Linked DNA regions of Mus musculus: region 1 is linked to region 2. Evidence: chromatin contacts called from public promoter capture Hi-C data. All regions are on one chromosome and are shown on one strand. The core of a region is the stretch at or near the end of the contact, and the rest is flanking DNA. Distances in the headings are between cores, read along the strand shown. Region 1 holds the start of Aars (alanyl-tRNA synthetase). Region 2 holds the start of Marveld3 (MARVEL (membrane-associating) domain containing 3).

The links. Promoter capture Hi-C pulls out the DNA fragments that hold promoters and counts their contacts.
Region 1: a promoter capture Hi-C map of liver shows a contact between it and region 2, with 2.8 times the contacts expected there. The contact joins the promoter of Aars here to the promoter of Marveld3 in region 2. A contact is called at or near these places in 2 of 39 promoter capture datasets (hippocampal neurons and liver).

Annotation. Positions count from the first base shown.
Region 1 is chr8:111,032,026-111,035,274 of GRCm38.p6, reverse strand. Aars (alanyl-tRNA synthetase) reads right to left here and starts at 1,433. Exons shown (of 21, transcript NM_146217.4): 1 at 1,012-1,433.
Region 2 is chr8:109,960,724-109,964,129 of GRCm38.p6, reverse strand. It overlaps Marveld3 (MARVEL (membrane-associating) domain containing 3), which reads left to right and starts at 1,925. Exons shown (of 3, transcript NM_212447.2): 1 at 1,925-2,414. The coding sequence starts at 2,023.

The sequences.
Region 1 (3,249 bases), core at 184-2,683, 1.1 Mb before region 2:
ATAAATAAATAAAGTTTCCAACATTAAAACTTGTTCTTTCCTCAATATACATAACACGTCTGTAGCAGAGGCAGGTCCGAAAACAGTACATCCCAGCAGGGGCTTAAAAGGCCTTCAGAACTTTTATTTATTTGTTTGTATTTGCAAGCTTGGGGCCAGACCCAGGGCCTTGAATTACAAGGTGACTTCAGCCACAGGACCTTGTAACATATTTCCATTTACAAGCTAGCCGTTCTGCCTGGCCTCTCCTTTCCCTTCTTCCTAATGAGGTCGTTTTGATCAATCACAAAGAAACATACTTAAGCAAACCTTTCCTTTCTTCACCAGGTCTCTCCTCTTTATACTGTCTCCTAGCCTCAAATGATTTATTTGGTGTGACTATTTAATGCTCACCTCCCAATCACAGTCTATGTTACATCTCAGTAGGAATCCTGGCTGGCTTCACTTCACCGTTACAGTGTATTTTCAGTATCTAGTAAAGTGGTCGTCACCCATGCTCATGATTAATTATACTAATCTGTAAATAGCATGCTCTGCACTAACATACTCCAAAGCACACCAGGAAACTTAGACTGTTTGAAAAAATTGCTGAATATATTTGTTCGGGTGAACCTGAAGGTATCAACTATTCTGTTTTTAAGAATCGAATCGGGCCGAGGGTCGTAGCACACGCCTTTGGTCCCACCACTCTTGAAGATCTCTGTGAGTCGAGACCAGCCTGGTCTACATAGTGAAACCCTGTCTCAAAACAGCAACAGAAAGAAGCGAGTCTGGAGTGCTGGCTCACGCCTGTAATTCCAGCACTTGAAATGCTGAGGCAGGAGAACTGCCGCGAGTTCAAGGCCAGCCCGGGTTACAGAGTTGAGTTCAGGCCAGTCTGGGGTAAGGTGTGAGAACCTAATAAAGAATGAATGAAGATGCCTCTTAGAGAGACTCCATTTATCTTAGTCACCCTGCTCTTCAGGCCTGGTTCCCTAACCCCCTAAGAGATTAAAATTAGAGGAGACAAACCCTTAGCTCTGGGTGGCGACTGAAGAGCAACCGCGATCTTCCCAAGGTCTTGGTCCTCTGCAAGTCCACCAGAAACCACACCACTCTCAGTGCTCCGAGGGAATAGCAAAAGCTACTCTCGAGATCCGGCTCCTGCGGAGACCGGGTCCTGACCCAGGCCAGGGGCGGGACCGCCCGGCAGCCCGCTGCAGCTGCCCCTCCCCCTCCAAGCGCCGGCTCTTCTCGTAGAGCTCTCGGGGCTCACTTGCTTTTTTTCCCGAGGGTCCGGGTCCCCAGGTCCTTCCTTGCCCGGAGCCCACCGCCACTCGCCGGCAGTTACCTGCTCCCTCAGATGCGCACAAGAAGCTATACTCACCCGCCACAACCGGTGCCAGAGCCGTACCTCACCATCCAATCAGAGCGCTCTGATGAAAAGTGACCCGCTACGCCTTGTCATCCTCTGATATGATTGGTCCACTGGCATGCCAATCATTCGGAGCGCGAATGAGCTAACAAGCCGGTTTCTGGGAAGGCTCCTGGGCTCGGCTGATGCAATGCTCAAGAAAGCTAGGACATGGAGTGTCACGTGACAGGGTTGACTATTGGCTTCAGGAGGCAGACATTTTGGGTTCTATTGGCAAAGCCCTAATAGTTGACAGTTAACAAGAGGAATGAAAACATGAATTTGGTGGCGATCACAGATTTTGGCATAGAACTGTTTAACTGCAAAGTGATACACGTACCTCAAAGGTTCGTTTTTCGGCCTTTTGAAACGGAGCAAGGTGGTCTTGAAATCAGGGGATTTGCCAGTCTTGCAGGTGTGCACCAATCAAATGTTCTTATTGTTATCGCGTATAGATCGGCATGCCTTCTTTAACGGTACCCTGGACTGAAATAAGTGCTTCAACCACGCCGAAGCGCTTTGGCACTGACTGATACGTCCGGTTCTCTCTTTGAGACAGGGTCTGGATAAATTGTCCAGGTTGGCCTTGAATTTTTCACTCTTGTCTTAGCCTCCGGAGTAGGAGGCAGTACAGTCCTGTGACATTAGGCATAGCTTTATATTTGTCCTTCAGGTCCCAATAAGAAGAAATTCGGGTCTTGATTTTGAAGAGGAAGAAATGACGTAACCCAAGTTAAAGGACATCTGTCCCTCTGTTTGCTTTAGAAAACAAGTCAACATTCTTAGGAAACGCCTACAACGGTGACGCACATCCATAGTCCCAGCACTTGAGAGCCAAGAGGATCAGAGCTTAAGGCTACCCTTGGGCCTTGGGCACAGTCTCAAAATAACACACACAAAACCTAAAATCTATAGGTAAGGCATCACACTAAAAAGTTCACACACCGTTTAATTTTTAAACTGTATTATCAGGTCTGCTAGTACCACTTTTTCACAGATGAGGAAACCCCAAATTACACGAAAACTTTTTCATGATGTACAGCTTTACAGAACAAAGAGAGTCATAAGTCAAGGTAATTTTAAAATATAGTGATGGTTATATCTGAAAGGCGACTATAGCAAGATGGAAAGCTTTTCTATAGACCCAAGATGTTATCTGATGGCATCTTTAGCTTTTTGGATGGTGGAAGCCAGTGGTCTGGTAAGTTAATAGATTCCAAATGGTTTCTATCTGTTAGTACAAGACTTTATTAGTTCAAACACAGAAATGGACAAAGAATGGTTGTTTTCAGAAGGCCAGAACTAGTCCAAGACAAATTCAATTAGCCTGTGAGCTTACGACATTCCTGTCTTCACAGTACTGACCTCAGATCTAATCAGTCAATTAGTATCCACAGACATAGTATAGTCTCTTTCCAGTTTTTGTTCACAGCTATATACCAAGACCTTGTCTTTTTATTTTTATTTTTTCCTCTGTTTTTACATAGTCCCTGGCTATCAAATAACTCAACAAATAAACCAGGATGGCCTTGAACTCACAAAGATTTGCCTGCCTCTGCCTCCCAAGTGCTAGGTTAAAGGCCCTTGCAACAGGATCAGCTTTTCTTTTTTCTTTTCTTTTCTTTTCTTTTTCTGTCTGTCTGTCTGTCTGTTTGTTTTTCGAGACAGGGTTTTTCTTGTATAGCCCTGGCTGTCCTGGAGCTCACTCTGTAGACCAGGCTGGCCTCGAATTCAGAAATCCGCCTGCCTCTCCCTCCCGAGTGCTGGGATTAAAGGCGTGCGTCACCACGCCCAGTTTGCCCAGGGTGTCATAAAGAGATGAGCAGAGGGCTAGAGAGATGGCTCAGTGGTTAAGA
Region 2 (3,406 bases), core at 676-3,175:
TATTTGGAATTAGACAAAGGCAATAAAATAACATAAGCTAGAAATGAGGAAACCCCTGGCCGCATATTGGACCCTCCATCCACTCTCTTATTTCTTCCTCCTTTGAGTAGCTGGCAGTTCATGAAAGCCTCCACATTCTAGGATCGTCTGTTTTACTTTTTAAAAGTTTTTTTTTTTTTAGTTACATTTTTGCCTATCAAAAGGGGGGGCGGGGGTCAGAGTGGGTCTCCAAGCAGGCACTTCCTTAGAACTCCATTACTTTGAAAAACATGAAGCGTAGCCCACTCTGACCCCTTCCAGCGTCGAACTTACACGGAGATCACAGGCTGGAATTGCAGGTGTGATCACGGGTGATACCTGGCTCGGGTTTTACTCTTGATTTCGGGCTGGAAAGGGATTTCAGAGATTAGTGTTCGGCGTGATGGTGATGGAGCCATGGACCGATGCCGGGGTGAGGAGGGACAGCCACTGGGAGTTTGTGGGGCTCCAGCTCTGCATCTTGTACCCTCGGTGGTGACGTTGACAGAACTTGGCATAGAGCCAGGCAGCAAAGCCTCTGCAGAAGTAGCCAGAGGCCAGTTTATAACATTCTCAAAGTGAGATAACTGCACGGAGGAGCCAAAGACAGTTAACAGCTCTTTTGCCAACGCCCATTCTCCATGGATGAGAGCCTCAGAGGGCGATACTTCCAGCTTCCATAAGAAATGAAATGCCAAGAGCTTTATACAAAGCTCAGGAAAGGCATTGCCTGCGGCCATGACCCTTCCTTAGAGCTCACCAGAGGGTCACCTCTTTGCCCTGCTGGAACATGAGCGTCCAGCCACCACGGTGAGTGCTGTAGACACAGGAGGTGTCACCAGATTCACATATGTGGGGATACAGGAGTCAGTTTCAGTCTCCAACTCGGCCCATCCTTCCTGATTCCTCAATTCTACTCAGAGCAGAGCCTCACGTTGTCTTTCTAGCACGTGTCCTTGTTCCCATCCAGTCTTTACGCAAACTGGAGCACTATCTCTGTCCAAAACGACTTCCCTGCGAACCTCCCGCACCTGCTGAGTCACGTGCTCCTGCTCACTTGCTGACCCCACTAGCAGAGCCAGTTTTCTGGTTTTTAAAAAATGTTCTTGGCAAAATTAAAGGCTACTAATAACGAGTAGAACAGTTCTTTTCTTTTCTTTTTTCTTTTAAGTGTTTTATAAGTTTGGGCTGTAACTTCTCTGAGGAGGGAGAGGACCCGTGGGTGAGAGGCTGGCTGAGCGGGTAGGTGGATGTGTGGCTATCTGACTGTGTGGGTGGATGGCTGAGAAGAAGGGTGGATGATGAGTACGCTCTGGGGAAGCAAACTCAAGACGCTTTGTAAGTTGGTCGACAGGAAATCACCACTACTGGCTTCATTTGGGGGAACTCGTCATAGCTGCTAGGAGTGAGGTCACCCCACCCAAGTTTAGATCAATGGAGTTACCAACTCCTCCCCCTAATGAGCTCTCTATCGAAAAGCTCAAATCCATGCCCGGAACTGTATTAGTGGGTTTAATGATCTTCGTTTGGGGCTGGGAATATAGCTCAGTGGTACCATGCTCACCTAGACATGCAAGGCCCTGGGATTCAAACCCAGTACCATGAAAGTAAAGAAATAAATGATTGGTCTGGCGTCCTAATAGCTCTAGCAAGAGACAGCCTTTGAAGGCTGAGCTGATTTGGTCACATCCTTTTGCCTGCTCCCTGGGCCATTTCCCTTTGATAATCCTATAAAACCTAGGACTGACATCTATTTCAGCAAGAATCCACCTCCCACTCTCCAGCCCTCGTCCACCCCACTCCCACCCCCATCCCCTCTGGCCGCACCACGACTGCCCCCTGGCGGCCAGTGGCAGGTGCGCCCTCTCCGGGCCGCTGGAGGGCAAGTGCGCGTGCGCACAGGTGAGCTGTACCGCCCCGTCCTTGAGCTTGGCCACCTGCCTGGGAAACTTATGGTTGGTTGTCGCCCTCGGATCGTTTCCGGGCGGGGACAGGAATCCGGCCATGAAAAATACTTCGGGGCACCGTGAGCCCCGGACCCGTCCTAGAGAAAGAGACCCGGACCGGCGCCCGCACCCGGACCGAGACCACCACGTCGAGCGGTCGCGGGACCGAGGCGGGGACAGGCACAGGGAGAGGAACGGTGACGTGAGAGGAAACGGGGACCGTCGGGCGGGCCGGGAACAGAGAACGGACCGAGACCAGCGCCAGGACAGACACAGGGACGCGGGCCATCGCGCATCCGAACAAAGAGCCTTGGAGAAGTCCCGTCAAAGCCGTGCGCGGCCCGAGCCCTGGGGACCCAGTTGGGACGCAGCCCCGACTCCGGGACCCGCACCCTGGGGGCCCCCAGAGCTGTCGCAGAAGCATGGCCTCGGGCGCCGCGGGTTGGAGAGGTGAGGGGTGCACCTGCTAGGGACCAGGGACCGCCGAGGGTGGAGGAGAGATGACATAAAAGAAAAAGTGGGAAAGCCCGAGAACCAGAGGAAGGAGGAGAGTTTCAGGACTGAAACTGGAACGGTTTAGAAGGCTAGGTAGGTGGGGCTAGCCGGAGGGCCACAGACTCTTAAGTCTTGTTCCCTAGCCTTCCCTCTATACCTTTCAAAGTCCAGCTTCCAGGTTGGGGGGGGGGCTGAATAAAGTTAGCCCAACGAAGAGTTAATAGTTGGACTCGCTCTTCCTGACAAGGCTATGTATGCGCAGCAGACTGCTAGCAGAAGCCGCCGTTTTAAACACGAAACTAAGCCCACCTAAACGTTCATTCTCCGGTGATGTGTAACAAAGTCAGTGAGGTCTTTCTCAGCAGCTTGTTTCAGACCGTAGGTTTGTTTAAACCCCACCCTCATGAATAGACGAACTTGGTCTGTAGGTCCCGAAATTCCCCTGTGTCTTTGAAGGTTTTGTGAATGAGGGTGGAAAGGACTAGCAGGGGACCGGTCGTCATACCCCCTCCTAGAGACTCAGCGCGCCATCCAGTTGCACAGATGTGGAACCAGGCTCTGGGGACTGGGTAAATAGAATAAAATAGGTGTCCCTGAGGGCAAAAAGTGTGTGTGTGTGTGTGTGTGTGTGTGTGTGTGTGTGTGTGTGTGTGTGTGGTTGTCAAAACTGTGCATTCTTTTCCCTGGAGACAACTCTTCTAGCTGATGATCCCCAGCCTCTGCCATTAGACTTGGAGCCTCTGCCATTAGACTTCCACACATCAGGGAAAGCTGCTATCATGAGTTTATGTTACATTATCTAAAGCCAACTCACCTCGCGAAAGCTGCGCCCAGATTTGGGCTGCTCTTTCGGTCTTTGACACTAGCTATTGTTTCCCTGGCTGCACCCATCTTGGACTGCAACCACAGGAGTAGAAAAACAAGAGGTACATTTGTGCGTTTCCTCT